Linked DNA regions of Mus musculus: regions 2 and 3 are each linked to region 1. A link is a contact called in public Hi-C and HiChIP or PLAC-seq data. All regions are on one chromosome and are shown on one strand. Each heading gives the region's core, a stretch centred on a gene start, on an enhancer-like site or on the middle of the called end of the contact. The rest is flanking DNA. Distances are from core to core; before and after follow the strand shown. Region 1 overlaps Gm20125 (predicted gene, 20125). Region 2 has its middle 26 kb from the start of Gm20655. Region 3 has its middle 3.4 kb from the start of Gm32543.

What was found. A called contact is a pair of places that touch in the nucleus more often than the background predicts. HiChIP or PLAC-seq counts read pairs in DNA pulled down with a chosen protein or histone mark.
Region 2: a contact with region 1 is called in a Hi-C map of bone marrow-derived macrophages, with 13 read pairs. The contact joins two enhancer-like sites. A contact is called at or near these places in 2 of 484 Hi-C or Micro-C datasets (bone marrow-derived macrophages and cumulus cells).
Region 3: a contact with region 1 is called in an H3K27ac HiChIP or PLAC-seq map of microglia, with 8 times the contacts expected there. The contact joins two enhancer-like sites. A contact is called at or near these places in 1 of 484 Hi-C or Micro-C datasets (bone marrow-derived macrophages), 3 of 115 datasets of contacts at active chromatin or transcription factors (bone marrow-derived macrophages and microglia) and 1 of 9 other capture datasets (embryonic stem cells).

What each region holds. Positions count from the first base shown.
Region 1 is chr10:16,995,637-16,998,428 of GRCm38.p6, reverse strand. All of the region lies in intron 1 of Gm20125 (predicted gene, 20125), which reads left to right. Among named protein-coding and RNA genes, the nearest start is that of Gm20125, 99 kb to the left of the region's middle. Within about 2 kb of position 1,443, at least 57 of the 459 cell types and tissues checked have an H3K27ac peak or open chromatin away from gene starts, as enhancers often do. A contact at or near this core is called in bone marrow-derived macrophages and microglia, where this site is marked.
Region 2 is chr10:17,859,945-17,862,736 of GRCm38.p6, reverse strand. No RefSeq gene overlaps it. Among named protein-coding and RNA genes, the nearest start is that of Gm20655, 26 kb to the right of the region's middle. Within about 2 kb of position 1,451, at least 35 of the 459 cell types and tissues checked have an H3K27ac peak or open chromatin away from gene starts, as enhancers often do. A contact at or near this core is called in bone marrow-derived macrophages, where this site is marked.
Region 3 is chr10:17,682,906-17,685,697 of GRCm38.p6, reverse strand. No RefSeq gene overlaps it. Among named protein-coding and RNA genes, the nearest start is that of Gm32543, 3.4 kb to the right of the region's middle. Within about 2 kb of position 1,452, at least 57 of the 459 cell types and tissues checked have an H3K27ac peak or open chromatin away from gene starts, as enhancers often do. A contact at or near this core is called in bone marrow-derived macrophages and microglia, where this site is marked.

The sequences.
Region 1 (2,792 bases), core at 194-2,693:
TAAAAACCAACTTTCCATAATACCACACTGATAATTTCAATTAGAATCACAGCAAGAAAGTTTAAAGTAGGGATGCATCCTCAGCCCAATTCCATGACATGTTCATTTACTAACCCCTTTCTAGGTTTCCGGCTTAGGGCAGAAGGAACCTATTGAATGTTTGCTGTAAAGAGATCTTGAATAACACTCTCGTTTTGATCTTGTTGCTAGAGACAGAAACTTACCTAGAGACACCTCTGCTTTCTTTGATGGGTTTTCTCAGATCATTCCTTGTGATGTTTAACATAACACACGTGTAGAAGATGGGGCAGGAGTTTGAAGATATACTGGGATCTATTAAGGGCATGTAAGAATAATTTAAGAGGCTGTGGTACATCCATTGAAGTACTCCAATGAAGTCATTATCTGAAACTTTGAAAGAGTTGTTGGATGAAGAATGAATATAGAGTAAGCAATACAGGTAAAAGAGAGAGAGAGAGAGAGAAGAAGTGGGAGAAGAAGTGGAAGGGAAGAGGAGAAAGGGAAAGGGAGGAAGAAAGGAGGGAGGAAGAGAGGGAGAGGGAAAGGGAGACAGAGAGAGATAATTACGTCAGTTAGTTAAAGGAGGATAAAGTGGCCACTGACTTATACTCAGAGGGAACAGTGAGTTAGTTATAGCAGGAGATGAAGGGCATAGAAAGGAAGGAATGATGTGAGATGGGTGGTACTCACTTGAACTTAGCTCATGTGTACTACATGAACAATCTTCTCAAACTGAGACTTGCTTACCAATTACCCCTCCCCCCACAAACACACCCTGATCTATTGGATTCACCTGCAGATATTGTATTTGTTTGTTGTTTTTTTAGTTATCTGAGGTTAGCTCCAAAAGTTTGCCATGTGATTTTGTTGTTGTTGTTCCCAAAAGTCACATTTATAGTAATGCCATATTTGGGCTCAGGAACATAGAGCTGGGATATCTTTTCATTGTTGTTCGTTTTGGGCTCTTTTCCTCACAGGTTTAGATATCATAAGCAAATCTATTACTTTTCCTTGGTCAATGCTTAATAAACTCGCATGTACTGTTCACTGAGGTATCTTGTTAAAATGCAAGGTCTGATTAGGTTAACCTGGGTCTGTGTGTAAACTGTTGTATGTAACAAGTTCCCCCCGTGAAGCTCATTCTCCTGGTTGCGGATCCAGTCTGGTCTGTGGTTGGGAAATCTCTCTGCCATCATTTCCCCAGATATCACATGAATAAAAATAAGTAAATAAAGCACTTTGCCTACCGTGGAACAAAAGAAAATGTGAAGTGTTGGTAGTAGATTGACAGAGACAGGAAATGGAAAAGGCTTGAGTTTTAAGCTGAGTGTAATTTAAGCACATTTACAGAACTAGAGGAGTCAGGATGAAAGGGGGAAGTGAGACATTTCGCAACTGGGTACTCCCCAAAAGATGTTAATGCTTTGCTTTGTCAATCACTTCAGACACTTGGACAAGCATGGCACTCAGGGGATGTGGTTCAGTGAGTAGCTCACAGGAAGTAGTATTTTCACAGATGGTTGATCCATTGGCTAGAATAAAAAGTGGATTTTCCTGGCAGGTACTTCATAATTCCATAATTCTAAAAGAAAAGCATGATTGCTTTCAACGGCTGGCATACATTATTATGATTTTAGGATGCTTGGGTAATAGTTGTGGTTAATATGAATTGGCAAATTTGACAAGATCTAGAGTTACTTAGAAGGCCAAATTTTGGGTATGTGTGTAAGGGATGTTCTTTACTGGGTTAATTCAAGTGGGAAGACCCACTGTAAATGTGGGTGACATCATAACATGCACAGGTGTCTCAGTCTGAGTAAGGGAAAATCAGAGCTGGTCCCAGCTTCTCTTCTCCTCTGCTCTTGCTTCTGTCTGATTTGTGACTGTGGGTGTAATATGACTAGCAGAAGCACTCTTCTGCTGGCATACCTGTCTTTCCACAAAGGACTGTTTACCTTCAAACTCTAACCCAGAACAAACCCTGTCTTCCTTAAACAGTTTCTGTCAGCTTTTCCTCCACATTAGTGACAGAAATAATAAATGGACTTACTTTTCTTAAGCAATAACAAAATCATTATTGTTTTTCAGATAGGCTCCTAACACGAATGGTCGAGGATGGTCTTGAACTAGAGATCCTGCCAGTGTGTGCCACCATTCCTGTCTACTGGCTCCTAGTTTTATTATTACTTTGACATAAGACTTTAAATACTAAAAAAGTACGTTAGAAAACACTGTCTGTTTTCTTTACTACATGTCACTTTATTATGTTGCCTTTCAGGTCCTTTATTTTCCCTCTGAAAGTTTGAAGTACTCAATGTTGTAATCCAGACATTTTAAACTTTGATTTGCAATCATCTAAACTACAATTCAACAGAGAAATCTTTCTAAGATTGATTTTCTCTCACTGGGTCATTCATAAACATATTCATTACACACACACTCCACGAATATTCGATAATGCATCAATCACTGAGCTGTTTACATTAAGAGACACAATTGAAATTGAACAATATAATTCAATGAAATTACTGGTCTTTTTATTTATTCATCTAACCCCTAGCTGCTCAGTCACTGTAAACAGCTTCATTGAAAACAATTCACTTTTCTGTTCTTTCTGGATTGATCTTCTCAAATACATGATTGCTCTTAATTCAGATGAAATATTTCATTTCTTTAAGTACATGGAAAGGAATTAGAGCCAGCTGAATGCAATAAGGAACAAGGAAGGAAGACGCTCAGTAAGAGGAAATCAAACCTGTTTACAAGTCTGG
Region 2 (2,792 bases), core at 202-2,701, 860 kb before region 1:
TAATGGATAAATTGTGGCATAGATTTGTATGTGACAATGAAAATGAACAAACTACTCCTGTAAGACAAAATATAGGTGACTATTTTATATATATATATATATATATATATATATATATATATATATATATATATACATACATATATATGTGTGTGTGTGTGTGTGTGTGTGTGTGTGTGTGTGTTAGCAAAAGAGGTCAGACACAAAATGCTTTTACAAAACATAAAACACACCTACTACCACACACATGCATATATAGGCAAAGAAAGCATTCATGAAGGAGAGTTCCTCTGGAGAAGAGGAAGAGAAACCTGAGATGCTAGGTGGATCTTTTACTGCTCCCACTATCATCCCCCCACTACAATCCCCCCACATCCTTATCCTCTGCAAGATCAGCAAGTGCTCTTAACCACTGAACCATCTCTCCACCCTTTTGAGTTGAGTTTTTAAGAACATCTTCTGTGGGAATTCTGCAGCTGCCACTGTCTCTGAGTGAAATACCTTATCAGGTGTTCTGCTGTAGTATTTTAGCCCTGAGACAGAACTGAGAGTAGCAGAGGGGCTCTATGATTGACAGTCCCATTCACACTGAAGGGAACCTGGGCAAAAAACTTCCTTTGAGGATGGGATGCAGATACCATATGTGTACTGTGTGCTAAGTAATTTTCAATTTTGCATACCAGAGACTTGGTCAAATTGTCCACTTCTTGAATAAACTACAACTGGACAAGCAATAGAGAGAAAACCTAACTCTCACCAACACTCTATGTCATTACCAATATTTGCCATCATCCTCGATGATATTAGATGTTATCAACATTTGAAATTTCTTTAGCCTAATGAACAAAAGTGATAGTATCTGGCGCCTTTTACTCATTTATATTTCTTCTACACTTTGTCCTATGTGGCAGAGATCTTACAAATGGTATTGAGGGCACCTGCAAACATGATGGTCTCTGTTAAGAAGGCAGCTTTACCACTGGCGTTATTTAGGATTGAAGTAAAGAAAAATAAGCAGTCAGCCTGGTAGTCTGTTTTACTAACGCTTTCACTGTCTACAGACAACACATCTCCTGTGCGTGGATCCACTGTCTGCACGCTTTCCTCTGACTGGTTTGCTTTGTTTAACACTCGGTAATATTTCTATGTGCATTCTGGACACTGATGTTTTCTCAATCTTTGTTATTGTATTTTCATTTTGTTTATTGTTTATTTAGATTTTCTCCCCATATCTCTAGAAGATAATCAATTCCTTGAATGGCGGGCTAGAGACATTGCTTTAAATTACTCCCTGATTGAGTTAGAAGATTCTTATATCCGTCCCTTAATAATGTCAGAGAAGCAGCCAGATCCAGCTGTGAAAGTACAGCCAGTCAATACTAGATATTTTTAGGAGATGAATTGTATCACAGCAAAAAATCTCCCCACAGAAAGAATGAGTCACGAAGATGACAGATTGCTGGTACGATTTGCAATAAACTCTGGCTTGCCACTTTCTGACTCACTGATTAAAGCATAAATGGATTAAAACCATTTCTCTTTGGCTTTTAGTTTAGGGAAACATTGTTACTATTCAGTGTTACTATTCAGGGGTTTGGTTATAACTGCAGGGTAGTGAGGCAGAGAGATTGAAGAGACTGTAATTTGGACTTTAACACTGTCACTAGGGTAAGAGACTGTAACCAAGGCTGAGCTTCTCTCTCCCCAAGGAAGACAGACATGAAGATAGCTTGCTTGCCAGAAGCCCCCTGCTCCTTGCTCCAGCTGTAGGTCTCTGTGAGGAATGGCATAGAGAATTTCTCAAGACATACTCTGTGCCTTCCTGGGGACGAGAGCTGTGCATCTGTGGTAGTTGTCACTGTGGGCTTGTGGCATGTGCAATGATGTAACAAACAGCTCCACCGTACTTGTGGCCTCACCCATCTGCCTGTTTGTTCAGAAGGTAGATAGCCAACAACACAAGAAAGAAAAGCAACCAAACCAAACAAACCCAGTAAGCTTTGTGAAGCTGTAAGCCAAGGAGGATTTATTGAGCAAATCAAAGGGCAGCAAGATGTGATCCTCTGAAAACAACCCATTAACCACAGGATCCAAATCACACCTTCAAAGGTGAGCTTTCAGTCCCCCTCCCCAACACATATTCATGTCCACACACACACATACACACTCACACATATACTCTGACACACACACACACACACACACACACACACACACACACACACTCACAGACACACTGTATACAAAAGTATAGCTATACATACTTATATAAATGTTAATTTTTATGCATATATAGGGCCACATCTGGCCACAAACATTCATGAACAACTACATGCATACTTGCACAGAACTACACATATGCAGCAGCACATATGATACACACTCATGCATAGACTTATACACACACAAAAAATAGTCACGTACTCTTAGAGAGCATTCATTTTCAGGAGAGTGCTCTCTACTTGGAGATTTGGGGATTCCATTTGTAACAAAAGTGTTTTAAAAGTTTATCTTTCCTGTACTGGGGCATATAAAGTTTGCGTGTCCAATGGGCCTCTCTTTCCAGTGATGGCCGACTAGGCCGTCTTTTGATACATATGCAGCTAGAGTCAAGAGCTCTGGGGTACTGGTTAGTTCATAATGTTGTTCCACCTATAGGGTTGCAGATCCCTTTAGCTCCTTGGGTACTTTCTCTAGCTCCTCCATTGGGAGCCCTGTGATCCATCCATTAGCTGACTGTGAGCATCCACTTCTGTGTTTGCTAGGCCCCGGCATAGTCTCACAAGAGACAG
Region 3 (2,792 bases), core at 203-2,702, 690 kb before region 1:
GCTGGCACGCCACTATTAACTCCTTTCTGTGTTGAGAGTGGGTCATTTACTCTTTCAGTCCCTCTATCTCTTAACCCACAGTTAACTCATGATTGACAGCCCTCTACCTCTTACCCAGTGTTTGTCAAGTTTCCTTAATAGTCTCTTGTGTGGGACTTTATCAAAAGCCCACTGAGAGTCTAAATAAATTAATCTACTACTTTCTCCCTATCTACCTTTTTGTTGCCTCCATAAAATCCTGTATTAAAAAACAAAACGTAACAAAACAAAGGTACATAAAGAAATAACAAACTCCAAATGTTCTCCTAGTATTGTATTTACTATTCTATCTATAATACTATATCTCTATTACTATTATATCTACAGCTACTTTTTCTTCCCTTAAAATTACTTTTCTGTAGGTGTCAATCCTGCCCGCCATTGAGCTTTTGCAAGCTATATTCTCCGACACATATTAATGATGCAATACCACTGGTAGGACTCGAGCTAGTTTTCAAAGTAAATAAATTCCAGTGGTTGGCTATTTCTGCCTGCAACCCTTTCTTGCTAACGCTTATTTATTTACCAGCTTGTCAAAAATTCCAGGGAAGTGAGTTTTTTTTCCAATACTTCTCTATATATATGGTTTAATAGATAAAATGTGTTGTCATGACTACGTTCTGGGAAAATATTTGAATTGCATTCGTTCTTCTTCAAAGGTTCCTCACCTTCAACAGAAAAGAAATGGAATTAAAGACAGCATGAGTGTGTATGATAAACAACATACCCCAAGTATTCCTTTGGTCTAACTGTAGGTCTGTTTTTGATGGTGCTATCAATGGTGGATGTTCCTCACTGAGTTGAGGCCATTGACCATGGTGGAAACATGAAGCACACTGAGGAGTGCTGTGGTTTGCATGGGGTCTGTATCCCAAAGGCTCTTGTCTTAGGGGCTTGGCATTCAGGCATGGTTGTGTAGAAGTAGTTTTTGTAATGATGGAAGGTGCTATGCAGACAATGGAGTGGGGGTGAGGGAGGAGTGTGATAGGGAGCCATTAACTGCCTTACCCAACAGCACACTCTACAAAGTACAGCAGCAACATGCCAGGCAAGACTTGCCCATTGGTGCAGTAGAGGAGCATGTCTTTTGGGTAAACAGCTGCTTGTGACTGGGTTTGCTTCACAGGAGGTACTCACACCAGGTCATCTAAACTTGGTCAAAAGCCCATGTGTGGGGAAGTTCTGGGTCCATGCAGAGAAGGTAGTGCTGTTGTTTTGCTAAATGGACTTAATATGCCTGATGAATTGCCTTCTGAATACCTGTGTTTATGTCTATAGATCAGAGCTGTCTCAGCTTTGGGCACAGCTTGGTTTGGCATTGGGAGGTTGTTACTCCAAGGTTCAGGTAGAAGAGGGATCAGAAGTGAGAGAGCCAGAGGAAGTGTTGCGAAATGCTGTCTTCCCAGTGTGATGCCTGGTGTTGTACTCTTGAACTCTCAGCAGCTGTGATTACCTGCACAAGATTGGACTGGTCGACTGTCCAGCATGGAGTGGGGGGTGGGGGGTGGGCAACATGAGGCTTTGCTGGTAAATTGCTCTGTGCTCCTGTAAACAACTCTAAATTAAACTCAGTGAGTCAGCGAGCAGTGAGACGAAAGCAAAACAAAAACCTACCCGAAAGTGGAAGAGGAACCAGATGGGAAGAGAAAGAAGATCGATAGGAGGGGGAGTGGCCAAGAGTAGAAGATAGGAGGTGAATATGATCTAAGTGTATTACAAAATGTGTGAAAATGTCATACTGAAACCATTATTATAGATAATATATGCTAAGTAAAAACTGAAAAATAAAAAGCTATGTAGGAAGTGTTAGGCCATCAGGAGCACAGGACAGCAGAGGACCAGGGATCTCATCTCCTATGAGAGTGAGTTGATAGAAAAGAACCAACTTGACCCCAGACTTTGTCTCTGGCTTTCCACTTTGATGTATAATCTCACCATGCACTTGTCTGCCATGATGGCATTCACCATGAGGTTATTTAGTTAGGGGAGCCTTGCCAGAGCTGACATATTGATTGTCACTCAGCTTCTGTAAACAGCAAGTGATAGAAATGCCTTTTCTTTAAAACATGGTGCCACTAGGGTTTTTTTGTTTATTTGTTTGGTTGGTTAGTTGGTTTTTTAAAGTAGTAATAGGGAACTAATATAGGAAATTACATATTGATATTTACATTTACATAGCTTTTGTGCTTCACAACTACCTTGTTATTATGATTTGATTATAAACTAACTGATTTAAGAAACACCCTTTGCCTTGGGCAATGGAGAATGGTACCCACCTGGGTTAGAATGTGAGCTTTCAGGTTTGCCTTCAAAGCCCTGTTTGTTCTTTCACACTGCTATTGTGTGCCTCTGTTCCTTTGAGCTGTGTGTGTGTTAAAGATTTAAGCAATTTTAAAAAATTATTTGTAGCATCTTATATACTATTGATTTCAAAGTCTCCTTAGAAGACATGAGGAGCTAAACGTGGAAGGGGACATATCCTTGTCCTATTGTATCTTATACCTGCCAAATCTTCCCTTCTTGAAGTGAAGGACATTTTCATTTCAGATTAATATTAAGACAACATAAAAAGAATTTTGCTCTCTGAGGCGAGCTTTTCGTCAACGTTTCAACAAACCATTTATACTTTTATCTTTTTTTTTTTCTACAAAAAAAAAAGTTTCCCTCATTTAAATTGTCACAGCTTGGGAGCCCTGCCTGGAATACATAATAACTGCTTGTAACACTTAAAATGAAAACAAATTTACCAAGAA